Regions from separate parts of the Rattus norvegicus genome. Here region 1 is linked to region 2. A link is a contact called in public Hi-C data. All regions are on one chromosome and are shown on one strand. Each heading gives the region's core, a stretch centred on a gene start, on an enhancer-like site or on the middle of the called end of the contact. The rest is flanking DNA. Distances are from core to core; before and after follow the strand shown. Region 1 has its middle 25 kb from the start of Vdac1. Region 2 has its middle 17 kb from the start of Tcf7.

Region 1 (4,900 bases), core at 2,094-4,593, 39 kb after region 2:
AATTAAAAGACACTTGGATTCCTGTAAGAGGCGAGGAAGGCACTTTCCAGAAGTGTAATGGAATGTTTTACTGCATATCAAGTAGTTATTAAATCCTTAATATCCTAATTCCCGAAGAATGCCATTGTCAGGGACAACCACACGCAACAAAGGAGTGAATTGTTCCCTCTTCTTGGCTCCACAAGCCACAGGAAGTCAGAAGAGGGCTGGGCTCCTCTGCGGTGCCTGCTTCTCGGCCTCTGCTCTGGGTGCAGGAAACTGAGGTTTATCCAGGTACAGCAGCACAGTGCTGCAAACCTCGCCCTCTGGAGACCAGGAGCTCAAGGTTATCCTCAGCTGCAAGACTGGGCTCCATGAGACCTTGTCTTGAAACAACAGCTTTGGGGAAAAAAAAAAAGAAAGAAAGTGGTGCATAATGTGTTCAATGCTGTGGGGGAATTCACTCTTCTTCCTGTTCTTACCCTGTTCTGACACTTACCTCTAACACACCTCTAACTCCCCAGAGCCCGTGACAAAGTTACGCTACTCAGCAAGCAGAACTTTGCAGATATGAGGAAGCTGAGGATCTAGAGAGAGGCCATTCCCCAAGCGGGCTCAGTGATGTTGCTGGGACGATGGCAGAAGCTGAGCCTGGGGATGGGCTGGCATGGGGACGGGGATAAGGTCAGGAGCCAAGGAATGGCAGCGGATGCCAGCAGGGAAGAAAGGGAAGACCAGTGAAGAGAGAGCCACTGAAGAGAGAGCCACTGAAGAGAGAGCCACTGAAGAGAGAGCCACTGAAGAGAGAGCCACTGAAGAGAGAGCCACTGCTCTGTTGGTGCCTTGGCTGGTACCTCAGTCCTCCAGATGGTGAGGGGCGCACTCCTGTCTGTCTGTTATATTGGGATGTGAAGCCAACACCCTGGGATACACACACACACGCATGCATGCACGCATGCACGCATGCACTCGTCCCTATGGATTTGATGGGGACAACACATGGCCCATATGTGGATCAGAGGACAACCTTCAGAAATCTGTTCTTGCCTTCTGCCATGTGGAGCTGGTTGTCATGCTCCATGGCGAGTGCCTTTACACAGTGCGCCATCTCTCTGGTTGGAACCTGTAGCTTTACTCACTGTGGGCTTCCTGGATCACTGTGGCCCGTGATCTGACTGAAGGGCTTTGCAGAGTTGACTTTGCTGAGAGTTGCTAGACCTTTCCTTATACAGGTAGAAGTTTTTTCACCAAATGCCCAACTGCTCTTCAGTCTGGGCCCAGATCTCTGTCTAGAATGGGCTGAAGGTGTCTCCCAGGAAGGTGAGCTCACAAGGAATTAGCCATGTGTGGGGCTGGACTCTTCTGTGTGCTGGGCCCCCTCAAACCCCGGGGGAGGGGTTGGGGATGTAGCTCAGTGGTAGAGCGCTTGCCTAGGAAGCGCAAGGCCCTGGGTTCGGTCCCCAGCTCCGAAAAAAAAGATCCAAAAAAAAAAAAAAAAAAAAAAAAAAAACAACCCGGGGGAGGCAGTGTTGGCTGGGTGTCCAGAAGGGTCAGAGATGGGTGCACAGTGTGGGTACCAGTTACGTCTACAAACACACAGACTCACACACGGAGTGTTCACACATGGAACCACGCACACGGGTGGGGAGGTGCACACCCAACCTGCACAGATCACATGTACACACACACACATAGCTCTACATTCAAATGCACAGACCGGCGTGTACACAGAGACGCACGCAGCCGTGCACGTCTCATGTGCACACAGAACTTTGGTCTGTGGAAGACAGATGACCCTGTGTGCATTGTGGGAACTAAGATGGCAGCTAGCTTTGTGAGTTCAAGGACACCTGGGGCTTTCCTGTGGGCCCAGCAGCTGAGGATGCAGACAAGAAAAATGGCTCAGGTCTCCCACCGGTGGGGAGCAGACACCCGGATGCTGGCTGCCGTTGGTGGGGCCGTTAGCATGCACCTGTGCCAAGCAAGCTGCTTGAGGGTGGGAAGGAACAGAGACCCCGTGCAGATGTCACGCCAGCAAGAGGGGGTGAGCCTTGAAGCTTAGGTTCTACAATACAACTCACATTGACCCTAGAGCGGGCTCACAGGAGGGAAGGGGGGAGAATCTGGCATTTCAGTATAGTGAAGAGACTGTGTGGGATCCAGAAGAGCCCCTGCTTTGCTGTTAGAAAGGCACCATCTGCTGCTTTAGCCTTCTTATTTTATTTTACAGGTTATTATTGTGTGTTAGGAAGCACACAAACAATGGGTACCTAGGTTGAGGTCAGGGGACAACTCTGAGGAGTCAGTTCTCTCCTTCCGCTTTTATGTGCATCTTGGGGAATCAAACTCAAGTCACCAGGCCTGAGCAGCAATCGCCTTTATCCTCTGAGCCATCTTGCCGACCCTGCTGCCTCAGCTTTATCATCTCTGAAATGGGCTAATGAAGATATCTCCCTTTGGGGGTGCCGGGAGGACCAGATGAGAATGGGAGTTACTGCTCTGCTCAGTTCCTAAGAACTAAAAAGATGGCAGCCTTTAACAAAAGCCTATTCATCCCCATCCTGGGCCACCAGAGTAAGGAGCTGTTGGTGAGAGTCCTCTGTAGTCTGTTCCCACTGGGGAGTTGAATCCTGCTCCGAGTGGGTTAGTTCCTGGCCCTGATGTGGTCCAAAGCTGTGCTGGTCTTAGTCTGACTTGCTGTGTGTCCTTGAGTAAGTTGCTTTGCCTTTCTAAACTCCAGCAGCCTCATCCTCTCTAGCTTAACTAGCTGGGAAGCTCAAATAAAATTGTGCATTTAAAACCATCTGGCGAGGCCAGGAATCAGCTGGGAGCCACTCTGGTTCAGGCTTTGGAATATCACTCTCAAGGCCACCTGCCAGTTACCATCCTTCCAACTGCTGCTCACAGGTGCCCATGAAGGCTGTCCCCATCAGCCTGTCTCCTACACCCACACTGTGTGGACACCATGGGAGCCCAAGAAGTACTCTAGTCTCTGCTCTACTATGTACACTCTCCTGGAGGCCTGCGTCTCAGAGCTTCCCATTTCACCAGGAAGCTCATATCCAACTGGCCGGATGGACAGGACCTGACTGCACGCCCTGGAGACAGCCTGTGCAAGATGGGCCCAGTCTGTCCCTTGGGGCAGGACACCTAGCCTGGGCCTGTGAACTAAGGGATGGAGATGAATTTGCACCAGGGGCTTGATCCAACCTAATCCATTCCTACCCATGTAAGGAAGTCTGGAGCCATTGAATGGGAAGCCTGGCCCTGTCTGGGCCTAGTCATCCTCAAAGAAATGTTACCTAGGGTGAGTGGCAGCGGCCATGGCTGCAGTCCCTCAGAGTGGTGAGCAGACAGCATTGCTGCTGAGTGCACCCCCGCCCCCGCCCTGCCCTGACTCATCCAGAAAGCACGTGGCCACAGGGGACTCTGTCCCCTTTGCCTTTGGTTTCTGCTCCCCACTCAAACAACCTTGTTTTCAAGTGAAAACCCACAGAGCGCTTTCCCCGGGCTCTGATCCCCGAAACAAACAAAGGATGTTGGTCTGTGTTTTGGTTTGTTTTGAAGCTGCAGAAAAGAGAGGGAAATGGGTCACCTCAGGAACTCCAAGAGTGGTGGCTGAGGGCTGTGTGGTGGCCTCCGTGGTGGTGTCTAGCTCCAGAGGAGGATGGCTTGGCAAGGTCACCCTGGGTGGGCTCTAATCCTCAGGGAATGACTCCCCCACACACACTGGATGCTCTGACCCGAGTGGAGGAACCCTATGGGGCTCAGGAGCACACAGGAAGGCAGCAGGCTGGGATCCTAGGCTAGACTGAGAGACCCTTTGCCCAGTGACATTGAACAAAGCTTGTCTTTCTCTGAAATTCCGTTTCTAGGCTACCAGGCTCAGCTCTGACCCTGAGCTGCAGGGACCCAAGGCCATCGGGAAAGCCCTGTCAGGCCTGAGGGGACTTCCTGCCTCTTTCCACAACTCAGAGGAGGCTCCCACAGCACCTGGGGCCCAGGTTTTATGGCTATGCCCTTGAGGCCTGTGGCTGTTCCTCAGAGGTGTGCAGGTCCTGGAAGCCATGAGGAATAGTCTAGAACCTTTTAGCTTTGACCTTTTTCCTTCTTGCCGGTGCAGCAGCCTGAATGGCAGCCAGCCTCTGAGGGACTTGGTTTTCAAGGAGAGGTCTCAAGTAACCAGGACTAGCCTGAATCTCACTGTGTAGCCAAAGATGAGCTTTCCAGTCTGAACCTACTGTTTCCACCTCCCAAGTGCTGGTGACCCAGGCGTGTACCACCACACAGTTAATCAGCACTGGGGTTTGAACCCAGAGCTTTGTGCGTGTTAGGCAAACACTCTACCAACAGCTGCATCTGCAGACATTTCTTGTTTTGTTTTGACATAGATCTTACCGTGGAGCCCAGGGTGGCCTTGAACTCATGGCGATCCTCCTGCCTCAGCCTCCCTAGTATTAAGGATAAGTCTACCTCAGTGTTCATGCTCAGGTCAAGCCAGTGTGTTTTGGCCGTGTGTGTGTGTGTGTGTGTGTGTGTGTGTGTGTGTGTGTGTCCTTGATCCTTATTGTGAAAGCCATGGCTCCTCTGTTCCAGCAAGCTACACACTCCTTATTTTGCACATTATGTAGGGAGGCTCACAGGTCTCCCTGCCGAGTCCTTGGCCAGTTAAAGAAATGCATGCAGGAGCCTCCCAAGGCCCCATTTCTCACTTTTGAGATGTCATAGTAAACACAGGGTGCTGCTGTCAGAGAAGACATCTTATTGGTGGCCAAAAGATAAGGTGGAGACCCCAACCTGGGCCCTGTTTGGAGGTTCCCCTGCCCCTGGAAGAGCTGCTGGCACCATTTGCTTTCACACTGGCCGACACAGGTTTGTGGGAAGCTTTGGGTGGAGGGGGCTCTGCAGCCCACCCACTTGG
Region 2 (5,367 bases), core at 466-2,965:
TGAATTTCTGTGAGTTCAAGGTCCACAGTCTACAGCAAGTTCTAGGACAGCTAAGGCTGTTACACAGAAAATCCCTGTCTTGAAAAACCAAAAAAAGGGGTTGGGGATTTAGCTCAGCAGTAGAGCACTTGCCTAGCAAGCGCAAGGCCCTGGGTTCGGTCCCCAGCTCCGGAAAAAAAAAAAAAAAAAAAAAAAGAAAGAAAGAAAGAAAAAAGAAAAAAAAAAAGAAAAACCAAAAAAGGGGGGGGGGGCTGGAGAGATGGCTCTGCAGTTAAGAGCACTGACTGCTCTTCCAGAGGTCCTGAGTTCAATTCCCAGCAACCACATGGTAGCTTACAACCATCTGTCATGGGATCTGATGTCCTCTTTTGGTGTGTCTGTGCACTCACATATATAAAATAAATAAATCTTAAAAGAAAGAATGTGAGAGAGAGAGAGAGAGAGAGAGAGAGGGAGAGAGAGAGAGAGAGAGAAAAGAATATAGATAATTTCTTGGCCCATCGAGATGACTTAGCTGATAAAGATTCTTGGTACTAAAACTGATGGCCTGGATTTGATCCCTGGTAGAGAGAGAACACACCACACCACACCACACTAATGTAATTAAAACATTTTTTCTTGTATGGCCACAAAGCCATGATCACATTCTTCGAAATCAGCTTAAGGCAGGAGTCTCTTTCAGATCAACAGACTTGATGTGAAACAGATCTGAAACAGATAATTATGCCCAAAGTCACACAGCTTCTAAATTCTGGTGGTGGGATTTGAACCCAGGGAGTTGGTTTGGAAGCCCATCTCTGGGCCTTAGTTTCTCAATTTGAAGAGGAGGTGACAGTGATTCGCTGCCTTCCGGGACAGCAATGGTGTACCACGCTCCTCTCGCTTCCAGTAGCCAGGTAAGAACAACGGGACAGGACAAGCCAAGGGCAGAGTTCACAGAAAATACGTATAATTGAGAAGAAATACGACAGCTAAGGGAACCCAGGTGTGCTGGGCCCGCCCCCATACAGTAGGTCTCTCCTTATCTCATGTATGCTTTACCTCAGCCGTTCGAGCATAATTAACAGTTTCTTTTTACAGGTGAGGGGACTAAGGGGCTCAGAGGGAGGAAGTGCTCAGGGTCAAGGTGGAGGCTGGCTAGAGTAGCTTTTGAAGCCACGCCTGTCAGGGCAGAAAACCCAAGGGCGTGTCAGGAGCCAAAAACAGCCTTCATCAAGAGCTTCGGGGCAGCCTGCCACCCTGGGGTGCGTGTTTCTGAAATTATTGCTTCAAGGCTGGAGATGTCAGCTCTGGTGGTCCTGGGCAAAATAGGACTTCATTGGAAGCATGTGGGATTGCTCACGGGATGGATTAGGAAGAGGAAACCAGGCTGAGAAAAACGGGAGTGTGGTACAGCCCTTGAGCCTGGAGTTAGCAGCTTGTCCATCCGGGCCCTACCCTTGGCGTGAATCTCCAGCTGCCTGGTTCCCTGTTTGGGTGTGCTTTCTAAGACTTAGGTTCAGAGACTCAAAGGGCCAGGCCAGGAAGTAGCCGTGAAGAAATATAGTGCCTGCCCATCACAGAAGACTGGAGGCCCGCACATTCTTGGAAGGTTCTAGAGCACTCGGGCCATGGCTCGGGTGTTTCATCGGGGAGTGAAGTAGCTTGAGTTGGAGGGGATTCCCCATCACTTTCCTCCCCACCCGCCCCGGACTCAGCTAGCTCTGGTTTTCATACTGTAGTTTTGCTTCTGGTCCTCTGGTGTGAGTCACGCATAAAAGTATCTTGTTTTGCTCTGCCTGTGACTACTGCTGCTGCCACCTTCGCCGCAGCTGCCACCTCGAGGTAGGAGGAGGCTGGGTCCCAGGCTGCACAGAGCCTGCTTCTAGATAAAGGGCAGGATGCCCTGTCTACTCCGCGGTGCTGTCGTTTTGAGGGCAAAGCCAGTGGCAGGGGGAATTTTCCAGCCTTTGGGTCACATGCAAATCGGATGCAAATGTTGGGGAAGAAAGGGTGCCTGCCCTAGAGGACTTGGGAGAATGAGGTGCCTCTCTGGCTTGGGGGGCACCTAAGAGTCTCCTGGAGACCTGGCTCTGGTCACTGCTGAGCCGGCACCCTTAGTACACCCTGAGGGCCTCCGTGTGAAGGTTAGGTAAACAAAAGAAATACAGGAAGTTCATTGTACGCATATATGAAATTGTGAAAAAATAATTAATAATTTAAAAATTTTCCCAGCTGGCTTGGTCATGGTGAGCAAGCTTGAAAGACAAGGAAAAGTCTGGGAACACGGGGAAGAAAGGGGTTCTGCCTCTCAGGGTCCTGTTGAAGCCTCTCGTTATTAAGGATCCTGGGTCTTTAATTTTTTTCTTTTTCTTTTTCTTTTTCTTTTTCTTTTTTCTTTTTCTTTTTCTTTTTCTTTTTCTTTTTCTTTTCTTTTCTTTATTTATTTATGTCTTAGCACAGCAGCCTTGGCTTGCGGCTCTTCTCCCTGCCCAGCTGGGATCTGGTTTTCCAGGACTCTGACCAGGAACACCCTTAACATAAAGAGACAGGAACTGACCCCCTAGTGTAACCCTACTGGCTCCTGGTTTTATTTTATCAGATTGTCTTCCCGGCTCCAGAGCTACCCTGCAATCTCACTTAATCAAAAAGAGAGAAGGGAGAAAATAAAAAGCTAAATTTCTTAGCAATCCTTTGAGACGTAATATGTAACCCCCCCACATACACCCACACAAAAGGCAAATTAATTTAATTTATTAATGCCGAGTTACCTCCTTGTGACTCCCAGGAGAAGCCCACACCCATCCTTGGGGGCGTTTTCTTTTTTGTTTGTTTTGTTTTCTCCCCCCCCCCCCCCAAGCTGGGACCAAACCCAGGGCCTTGCGCTTGCTAGGTAAGCGCTCTACCACTGAGCTAAATCTTTTTTTTTTTTAAAGATTTATTTATTTATTTAATGTATACGAATACACTATAGCTGTCTTCAGGCACACCAGACCTCATTACAGATGGCTGTGAGCCACCATGGGGTTGCTGGGATTTGAACTCAGGACCTCTGGAAGAGCAGTCGGAGCTCTTAACCGCTAAGCCATCTCTCCAGCCCTTGTTTTGTTTTCTTGGAGGACTCTTTCTATTGTAATCAGCTCCTGCTCTCATACTGGCTATCCTGAAATTCTTTCCTGTGTTGTCAGCATCCAGCTGTACTGAGTTAGGTCTACAGATGGTTAAGGACTGTGAATGATAACATGAGCTGTGTCCCCTGCCCTCGTCCCTGCCACCATGACCAATGGTAATATGTGTTTGTGGTCTTATGGCAGAGACCCATTCTGAAGCCCTAGTAGTAATATGTATATGTGCATGTGTATGTAGTGTGTATGTGTATGTATATGTAATGTACATGTGTGTATTGTATAATGTGTATGTATATGTAATATATATGCAAATGCATATGCATGTGCATATGTAATGTGTATGTATGTGTAATGTGTATGTGTATGTAATGTGTATGTAATAAATGCATTACAGGCATGTGCCCCACTGTGTGACACATTTCTGTGACCCAAATGCCTGGAACAGTCTCAGCCTTCAGGAGGTTGGGCCCAGACATGGGGATCAGTCTACATGAGCTGATATACTATCCTCACCCCCAGCCCTTATCAAAAGCAAACAGTGAGGCCTGCTGGCTCATGTCTGTGATCCCAGCACTCAGGGAAACAAAGGCAGGAGGATGGCTGTGATACCCATTAGACTATCTCCCTCTCAAGCCAATGAGATGGCTCGGGGTGAAAACAACTCACCTGCCATGGAGCCTGAGAACCTGCGTAGAAGGAATTGGCTCTCAAAGGTTGTTCTCTCTCTCTCTCTCTCTCTCTCTCTCACACACACACACACACACACACACACACACACACACACACACCATGAAACAAACAAAAACAGAATAAAGAGTATTTTCTGGGGACTGGAGAGATGGCTCAGGAGTTAAGAGCACTGAGTGCTCTATAGAGGACCTGGGCTTGATTCCTCTATCGAGGACTGGAAGTACAAAGTTGTCTTTTGTTGTATAGTGAGTTCAAGGCCAGCCTGGGCTACATGGGACCCTGATGATAGAGGAGCAGAGAGGGAGCAGGAGGGATTGTGAGCAAGGGGGAGGAAGGGAGGAGGGAGACTTGTGTCCTTCCCTCCTTTTGGCTGTCAGACCATTGAAGCAATAGGCCTCGAAGAATTAACATTTCTCTAGGATTCTCAGTCTGGTGAAGGCCAGTGCCTGACAATAGGAGGAGCTGCCTTGCAAGAAGAAATTTCACAGTTCTGATCCTCACAGCTCCTGGATTTGTTTTTAATCTTTGCAATAAAACTGTAACAATTTTATATAAAGCTGCCCTAGGAAAGATAGAGAAAAACTGGAGCCTCTCTTGTTCCACCTCAGTCAAGCTCTGTCTTAACAATTTTCAGACTCAGATTCTATTCACCCACAGGTTGGTTTTGAGTGTGTGTGCAAATTCTCCTCAAAGCAAACTTTTAGGGGAGAATTCCCTATTATCCTCTTACACATATGCAGAACTGAGTGTGCATGTGATTAAAATCAGATGCATTAGCTGGGTGGTGGTGGTGCACACCTTTAGTCCCAGCATGAAGGAGGCGAAGACAGGCAGATCTCTGTGAGTTCAAGGCCAGCCTGGTCTACACAGTAAGTTCCAGGACAGTAAGGCCTACATAGTGAGGCCAGGGCTACATAGTGAGACCCCTGTCTCAAATAATACCCCCCCCGGGGGAAGGAAAAAGAAAGAAAAGAGAAAGAAAAAAAAGTCAGATGCATTATGGGAAGGATAATGCACAGTAGAGAAATGGTTAATCTGTCAATCAAAATAGAACCCCATCCAAACTATGACCCTAGCAACCAAAAGTCTTCTTTAGAACCCCATAAAGGAAGTCCACCCCAAACAATGATCAGAACCCGAGTATCCTCACTCCTGTGGCCTGGCGTCAATCTTTTAAAAACTATTTTGGGGCATCGAATAGAGGACTTAGCAGTTAAGAACGCTGGTTGCTCTTGCAGAGGACCCAGGCTCCGTTCCTAGCACCCACACAGCTCATGACCATCTGTAGCTCTAGTTCTGGGGGATCTGATGTCCTTTTCTGCCCTCCACGGGCACCAGGCACTCGTGTGACATACATCCCCACACACAAAATACTCATGAAAGAAAAAAAATTTACTCTCAAAAACATTTATTTTGGGCTGGAGAGATGGCTCAGTGGTTAAGAGCACTGACTGCTCTTCCAGAGGTCCTGAGTTCAATTCCCAGCAACCACATGGTGGCTCACAACCATCTGTAATGGGATGCTCTCTTCTGAAGTGTCTGAAGAGACACTTATACAGTGTCTCTTCGT

The links. A called contact is a pair of places that touch in the nucleus more often than the background predicts.
Region 1: a contact with region 2 is called in a Hi-C map of the A7r5 cell line, with 2.0 times the contacts expected there. The contact joins two enhancer-like sites. A contact is called at or near these places in 4 of 12 Hi-C or Micro-C datasets (the A7r5 cell line, Schwann cells, frontal cortex and 1 more).

What each region holds. Positions count from the first base shown.
Region 1 is chr10:37,005,793-37,010,692 of GRCr8, forward strand. No RefSeq gene overlaps it. Among named protein-coding and RNA genes, the nearest start is that of Vdac1, 25 kb to the right of the region's middle. Within about 2 kb of position 3,344, at least 19 of the 93 cell types and tissues checked have an H3K27ac peak or open chromatin away from gene starts, as enhancers often do. A contact at or near this core is called in the A7r5 cell line, where this site is marked.
Region 2 is chr10:36,968,911-36,974,277 of GRCr8, forward strand. No RefSeq gene overlaps it. Among named protein-coding and RNA genes, the nearest start is that of Tcf7, 17 kb to the left of the region's middle. Within about 2 kb of position 1,716, at least 6 of the 93 cell types and tissues checked have an H3K27ac peak or open chromatin away from gene starts, as enhancers often do. A contact at or near this core is called in the A7r5 cell line, where this site is marked.